Linked DNA regions of Drosophila melanogaster: region 1 is linked to region 2. A link is a contact called in public targeted proximity ligation data. All regions are on one chromosome and are shown on one strand. The core of a region is the stretch at or near the end of the contact, and the rest is flanking DNA. Distances in the headings are between cores, read along the strand shown.

Region 1 (3,989 bases), core at 873-3,372, 310 kb before region 2:
GTTTATCATATATTGCACTGCACTTTGGTTAAGGCAAATAATTACATTTTCGGATAGAGAACTCTTAGGTTGTGTAACCGGGCTTTTTGGGCTAATTGCGATGGGCCAACGAAAACTGCGTGTGACAGGCCAACGGTTGCAGGGCATTTTGCTATCGCACTCAATTAATTAACATCGTTTGACTTATTGACACATGGGCCACGACAACTTGCCTCCTCCTTGCGGCTTCGCAGTCGTAAGCTTTGACGGCTGATAAAATGTATGTAATTAAAATGAACACAATTGGAGGGGCCAGTGCTAATTAAATCATTTGATCTAAGTACTCGTGCATGTTGGTTTTTCTCCATTTTCCTAAGTACATATGTATGTATATGACTTGGCGAATGACTTGTCACGGGGCTTTCGTTTGACACATGGCGTATGCGCAACATTGGGCCACATAATTCAACTTTCGCATGATTTACCCCCATCAAAATCGAAGAATTCAGCACCGCGAGGCGATGGTCTATGAGTGTTTATGTGATAATTGGCTTTAAATGGCTGCTAATTATTTTATAACTGCTGGGTGTTAGCGCGCTCCGTAAATGTTTGCACAGACCTCATAAATTTAAGCAACGCTAATCTGTTAAGTCAACTGAAATTAAATTTCGATCGAATCGTCTATTAATAGCCAGTTCAAACTTGATTGCCACTTGAAAATGATATGGAAAGGGGTGCATAGATACACGATTTCCAAGCTAATTGCATTGCTATCGCCGACTCCTTGAAAATTAATTACTTCTTTATTGGTAAAGAATTGCTATTTTGCTTATAATGGTTTTTAAACCAAAATTGTGTGCGTTGCTGTATGACACAACTTTTTAAACTTTCGAGAGGATTCTAGAGCACTTTTATGTTTATATGTAGATATTTTTGAAAATAACTTTTTCAAATGGCGCTTGCCTTGCACCACAAAATCAATAAAATGGGCCAATGGTTTTTGTGATACGGAGCCAAGGGCCCGCAGAGTTACATTTGCCCACTTGGCGGTTTTGTCGGCCGAATTCCCAGATATTTGTTTACGTTCGTCGGTATCCGGAGTCGCCCCTTATCTCTGATAAAAACATTCGAAACGGTAGATAGCGAGCTCCCAATTATTGGAGGCACTCGATATGACTGGGCTCTCGCCGGCTAATGAAAACCTATGGGGCACAGTTGGTGTTCATTGCGTCCAAATATTTGCATTGCATGCACTTGACCAAGAAACCGGTTCTGATTGCTGCCTGCCTCTTGGGAAACCCCCAATTGTCAGCGGGTTCCTTGGCAAAATATTTGCGCCCCTTCATCGCCAGCTAAGCGAAGCTGTGGAAAAAGTCATATCTGTCACTTGTGTTTGCCAGCAGCTGGTAAATATTTGAAATAAGTCGTCGCGGAAAAACAACTGTCATGTTTGAAAAATTACTTTTTGAGTTTTTCGTTCAATAGGCACTTTTCTCTTCTCCATGTTGAGATTCGAAAGTGATTCATGGCACTTTAATGTTTCTTGGTTATTTAGAAGTATAAAAAACCTTTAAAATTATGAAAAGTGGAAATTAAAAAATAAATATATAAGCACCTTAACGGAAAGTATAAGATTTTGTGTGCAACCCTCCTAAAAGTGTACTAAATTTTTTTTCTAACGGTGATTAACTTGAATTTTCACCGGTTGCAGCGTATCGAACAACTTGCTGGCCTGAGTCATCTTTCAACTCATTCAGATGGCATGCAGTTTCGGATACGGATGTTTCTAACATTCGTAAGGGTGCAAAAGCCACCACCAAGGTAACCCCAAGCCAGCTATCTGATTCACACAGAAACCAAGCCATGGCCATGGAAGCCAAACTCACTCAACACAACTTCAGTTGCGTGCGTGTGTGAAATGGAATTTTTATGCCGCACATTTGGGCAACTTGGGTTCGTTCGATCTCCCTAAATATATATTTGTATGTGTATATATACCCTATATACTATATAGCTCGTTATGCTGTCGGTTGGTTTGGTGCCTCTCGAGGCACATTTGTTTGTTCGCCGCATTCGAGCGAACGACGAAGCGAATTCGCCGCAATCGCTTCTGATATTTTGTGGCGATCGCCACCCGAGTTTGCCTCAGTCAGTCGTCGACTCTCTGAACGTGCGTTTGGATAGCTATTGCCATAGCTCCTCATCGGAATCGGAATAGGAATCGGAATCGTTTGTCGGATCAGCTGCCACGTTTTGAACTCGAAGTAAGAACAGGCAACGATCGTTTATTTTCGGTGCTGGATGTTTATTTTCGAAAACGCGCCCCTTTTAGAGGCCAGTGTTGAAGTGTTCAAGTATCTGCAAGATACCACAAGTACCTGAAAGATTAAAGCGTGTAAAAGTATCTGCAATATGCAATAGAATCTGAACGTTTGAGTATCTGCAAAGCTGAAACATATTCCAATATTTCCAAAAGATACAAAAGTATCCAAGTATCTGTCAGATACAAAGCAGAGCTTTGTACCGCATCTGCTGGCCCGCAGAGTGAACCCATCGTAGACTGCTGCTCATCCTACTGGAACACAATTAACTGGCTCGAATGAGCGTTTTGCAGTGCAAGAAAGCGAAACATCGTCTAAATTTCATATTGTGTATGCAATAAGCCTTCGCCCATCCGAAGAAGTGTGTGTGTAAAAGCCAATCAAGTGCCCTTCTGAACAAACCAAATTTGTTGTTGTTTCGGTGCAAAAGTGCTTTTGGGGAATTTGAAGTGGGTGGCTTGTGGCTAGCATTTGGATATCAGCCGTATCTCAAGTACTCCCCAGTTCGTGCTCATGGATTGCAAGCTCAAGGCAGCGTAGATAATAAAATAATTATTTGTCATACACATAAGTGAGCTTAGTTTTCGCATTCCCACACTTCGTTTTCGTATCGCACTCTTGCGGGTAAATATATGTGGTATTTACCAAAGTAAACTACATCGTGTGCGTGTTGCAGTGAGAAGTGCATTTATTGCTGCAAATTCGTAGTTCAAAGAAAAAACTTATAAATTACCTGCCAGCCAGTTGGATATTAATTTAGTGCGTTTCGGTGAGTTCGCAAAGCGGCAAATTGTATTTCATACATTTCCCTAGAATTTGACTGCGGCTTTTTTGGCCAGCTGTGTTGGCTTTGTATATACAAATTTACATAAATATGTACTTATGCACGAGTGAGCGAAGCTGGATATCTTTTGACCAGCGGCGGTGAATTTCATTTCAATAGGCTACTTTTTAAACTCTCGACTTAAAAATATCTCAGATATGCTTTCCAAGTATCCATGTTTTCAGCCTTTTTGCGAGCGATTGCCATGCACTTGAACTTGAAAGCCAGTTTACCAGTTTTTCCGGGTCCGGTCTCGTCTATCTTTGGCAAGTGCTCTCCAGTTCATCTCCAATTATCTTTGCCACTAAATGGGGTAATAAATTCACCGGTGCATTTATCTGTCTTCTTGAAATTCTATGACGACAATGTGGAAGACGCTCCACTAGAATCATTCAGTGTTCAGGATTGCGGTCAGTTGTCATTTGCTGCTGTGCACTCGCATATCTGGTTGCATATATATAGTTGCTCTTATGGTTTTGACACTAGCATATGCTATTTAAGAACTAAGAGTCAGTTTATATCTAAAAACTACACAAGAGGAATCTTATTTCTTTGATTTATAAATTTCTAATAATACTTTTCCTCTTAAAATTGCTAAAAAATGATTCTTGTAAATCATTTTCCATATTATTTCCATGTCGCTACTGATATATTAATAATGTCCAATTCATTTATAAATTCATATTTAAAGTAGTTAAATATTTATTTGAGTTTCACCACTTTGTGTTTGTGAAGCGCCATATAAAATTCCACACCATTAAACTTAAAGTGCTTGTAAAAAATGTTCATAATTTCATTACCTTTCAAGTGGCTTTTCATATACATTTTAATTCAAAAAAGAAATTCAATTATAATTGCTCTAAAAA
Region 2 (3,513 bases), core at 308-2,807:
CATGTTTGTGTATCCCTTGGGTTCGTGCTGTGGCATAAACAAAATCCGAGGATCGTGTTGCAGTTGCATTCAAGTTGAGGTTACTGCACCTTCGGGACGGTCCATTTGATGGTTTCGTATTTGTTCTCAGCGACCAGCTGTGTTTTCACACTTACTCTGGGAGTCAAGGCTGACAAAGATCTGAATAGTACAGCCTGGGATGTCTGCAGTAAAAGGAAAACCTTGGAAGGAACACTAAAAAAATAGAACAAAGCCCCACCAGGTGAATGAGCAAAACTAATCCCGTGAAAATGCGTCATATCTGTTGTTGTTCCTTAAATAAGAACTTTATGGTGTTGGACTTGAGATGAGTGATTCAGGTACTGTAAACTGTTGTACAAAGCATTAAAACACCGTTTATACTTCATTATGATAAAGAAATAATTAAATAAGTGATAAATCATTCCTTTTGTATCAAAAATATACTATACTATCTATCTGTATAGAATGAGAAAATCTATTAAATCATTTGTTTTGGCGCCATTTCTATGATTTGCTAATCGAGTATCTTTGCTGATGGGCAAAAACGTCGCAAGGCGGAAAAGATAGGATCTGTTGATCCCTCGTCTGGAGGAATATATCACGTGTCCTCGAACCGCGACGTCGGCAATACTAATGTCAATTTGTCAGGCTACCAAATCGAAGCACAGCAAGTGCCCGTCCCACCCTCCAAGTGGCTTCTCTATACCTCTTCGCGGAGCTGCACATCCCGATCCCGATCCCGGAGATTCAGATTCTGATTCTGAAGAGTCGTTCTCGTTGTCGTTGTCGCATGATATATGAGCGCCCTGCCCAGTTGCTGCTTCGGCTGCCGTAGCCGCGCCTCTTAACTCCCAAGCAGACACTGAGAGAAATTCGTACTTACTTTTGTGGGATGACTTGAAAAATAAATTTGGATTGCTATTACTATCTAAGAGACTTGCCCTTAAATTATTCGATTTAACAAACAGTTCAGTTAAAATAATAAATTACAAAGATGAAAATAAGGTCTTTTAATTATTTTATTATTATTTTTTATTTTTATTTTTACAGTTGAATTATATTATATATAGTTTTTAATTCATTGGATTATTTCATAGGTAAGGACCTCAAAACTATGCTACACTTCTGTGTACTTATAAATTTTATGAATTAAGGCTTGAAAAGTCTTTAACATTTAAGATACTAGCAGAAAATCATTAAAAACGAATACACATAATTCTGAAAAATATTTCTTGAATAAATTATGTAAAATATATTTTCGTTTTTAAATTTTGAATCAAAGGAAAGCGAATTTTAAATATTTTTTTCCTTGTTGTATTGCACATTTTTTCCGAGTGCATTCTTCAAGCCGAAATTGAGCCGGTTATCTTCGTCGGCGTTTTAGCCTGTTCTCTCTTGTTTGCCTCGGCGTTTTTTTTTTGTTTTGCGTTCGTGCTTCGTTTTCACGTTTTTGTTTTCGTTCCATTCGCTTCTCTGTCTCACTCTCTTCTCTCTCTATCGACTGACTATGGATCCGAATCCGAATCCATGGTGGGTTCAGTTTCTTGCGACTCTTTGCGCGGTCAACTTCGCCGATCGGTCGGGCATGCGCGTCCGTATAACTCGTATCTGAATAATCATAAGAGTAGGAAATCGAGGCAGAAGTAAAAACCCGTCTCGCTATATTCGTCGACCGTGTTGTTGGTGTCTATCTGTGTCTTTTGTCAATGTTTTTAACCCAACTCCACTTGAGGGGGAGCCAATCCGCCTTTCTTCTGAAAATTTCTTTCAAATAATACGAAAATCGTATGGAAAATTGAAAAATTGTGAGTGTTGTGTGCAAAGTGAACCACGGTGATCGTAGTTACGGTCAGATCATCTGAAGAATCAGAAACACGCGCCTTGCTCGATTCCCCTGCTTATCAGGCACATGCCTATATTATACAATTTACCAACAGTCTTTTACAATCTGTTCGCCGCAAAAGTTGAATGGAATAAATTTTAGTCTTTTATTTTGCACGAAACGTGACACTAAATGAAGTAAGTTTCGACTATCTCATCTGTATAATCGACGTTTTTTGCTGTTTACAATTTTTGTAATATTTTTTGAGGAAGTGTAAAGTGCTGCAACAAAAACTTATTACTAATCTTCAGGACAGATTAAGGGGTTTCTGTTAAATAGTGAAACATAATTCAAAATGAAATATAATTTAAACTTATTTAAAAGCTAGTGTTTAAGGAATTATTGAAGACAATTTTAATTTAAAAAATTTAAGAACTGTTATTTCTGAGTTGAAAAGAGGATAAATAACATTTAAGAAGAAATTGAGTTAGCGTTTGTTGAACGTCGATAATTAGTTAAAAATGTATGAAAAACTATATTATATCCACAACACACATTACAACTTCATTTCTTTTCTTTTTGCAGCATGTTAATACTGAAACTTCCCAAAATGTTTAGCCAACTGTGGCTTCTTCTGATTCTATCGCTCTTAACCCTAGAAGGCCCACAGCCTTCGACGGGCAGTGGTTATACGACAAAATCAAGTGTGGATTTGCTGGAAAACGATTCGCGATACATCTCATATCAAGGTGAGTTCTCGAGGTGGGCGGATTATCAAAAATTACTCGAAACTGTGTCAATTGCACGGCAATCAATCAAGTTGGCCACTTGAAGCGGTGGAACTGTAAATTGGGTTGATGTCTGTCAAAGTTCTAAGTGATTCCGAGAGTCTGCTGCAATCGATTGCACAAATGTTCGGTTCGATCGAACAGGTGCCATTTCGAATACAACGAATACACCCATCTGCCCAACTGTTTGTATTTGCACGGAATGTCAACAATGATCTCGATTTAACCGAGTTCCCCAACAAACCGCTTTTATGACACCCCAATACATTCGTGTATCTGCTGCTTTTAATCAGAAAAAGTTTCGCATTTTGTTAAAATATTTGTTCTTTTTTTGTGATTTTTGCACTGAAATGTATCTCGAAGTCCGTCTTAAAATGCGAACTCAGCCCAACGTTGTGTTGACAATGATTTTAATTTTTGTTTAGCGCTTTTTTATTTTATTTCGCACTTAAATATTGAAAAGTATATGTTTTACCAATGAATCAGTGAATCTTTTAAAAACCTTGAAAAATATGGGTTAAATAAAATTGAGCTTAATTGTGCCAAGATGCCAAAATGTTTTAATAAATTTGCAATATAATTGCTGAGATAATAATTGCTTATATAATAATTGCTAATATAATTGCTAATAAAACTTCAATTAAATTGCTTAGTATTTGTTTTTACGATTTTGTGCAATCTTTTTCTTACAAAAATGTTTTTATTTTCTTAACAGATTTAATGTCGACGGCCAAACGATTTTACGATCCCGAAACGACCTGGTATTCGGAAATGCTATTCGACGTGGCCAGGAACCAAGTGATTGTCGGCGCCAGGTAAAAACCGGGAGGCTATTGTTATTAGTTATTATAGATTTTGTTTCCGGCCAATTGAGTCACGGCT

What was found.
Region 1: a contact with region 2 is called in a targeted proximity ligation map of the Kc167 cell line, with 3 times the contacts expected there. A contact is called at or near these places in 1 of 107 Hi-C or Micro-C datasets (the Kc167 cell line) and 1 of 7 datasets of targeted methods (the Kc167 cell line).

Annotation. Positions count from the first base shown.
Region 1 is chr3L:12,389,577-12,393,565 of dm6, reverse strand. It overlaps Ncc69 (sodium chloride cotransporter 69), which reads left to right and starts at 2,122. Exons shown (of 17, transcript NM_206344.2): 1 at 2,122-3,069.
Region 2 is chr3L:12,079,874-12,083,386 of dm6, reverse strand. Sema5c (Semaphorin 5c) reads left to right here and starts at 1,557. Exons shown (of 12, transcript NM_137449.3): 1 at 1,557-2,040; 2 at 2,429-2,592; 3 at 3,347-3,446. The coding sequence starts at 2,036.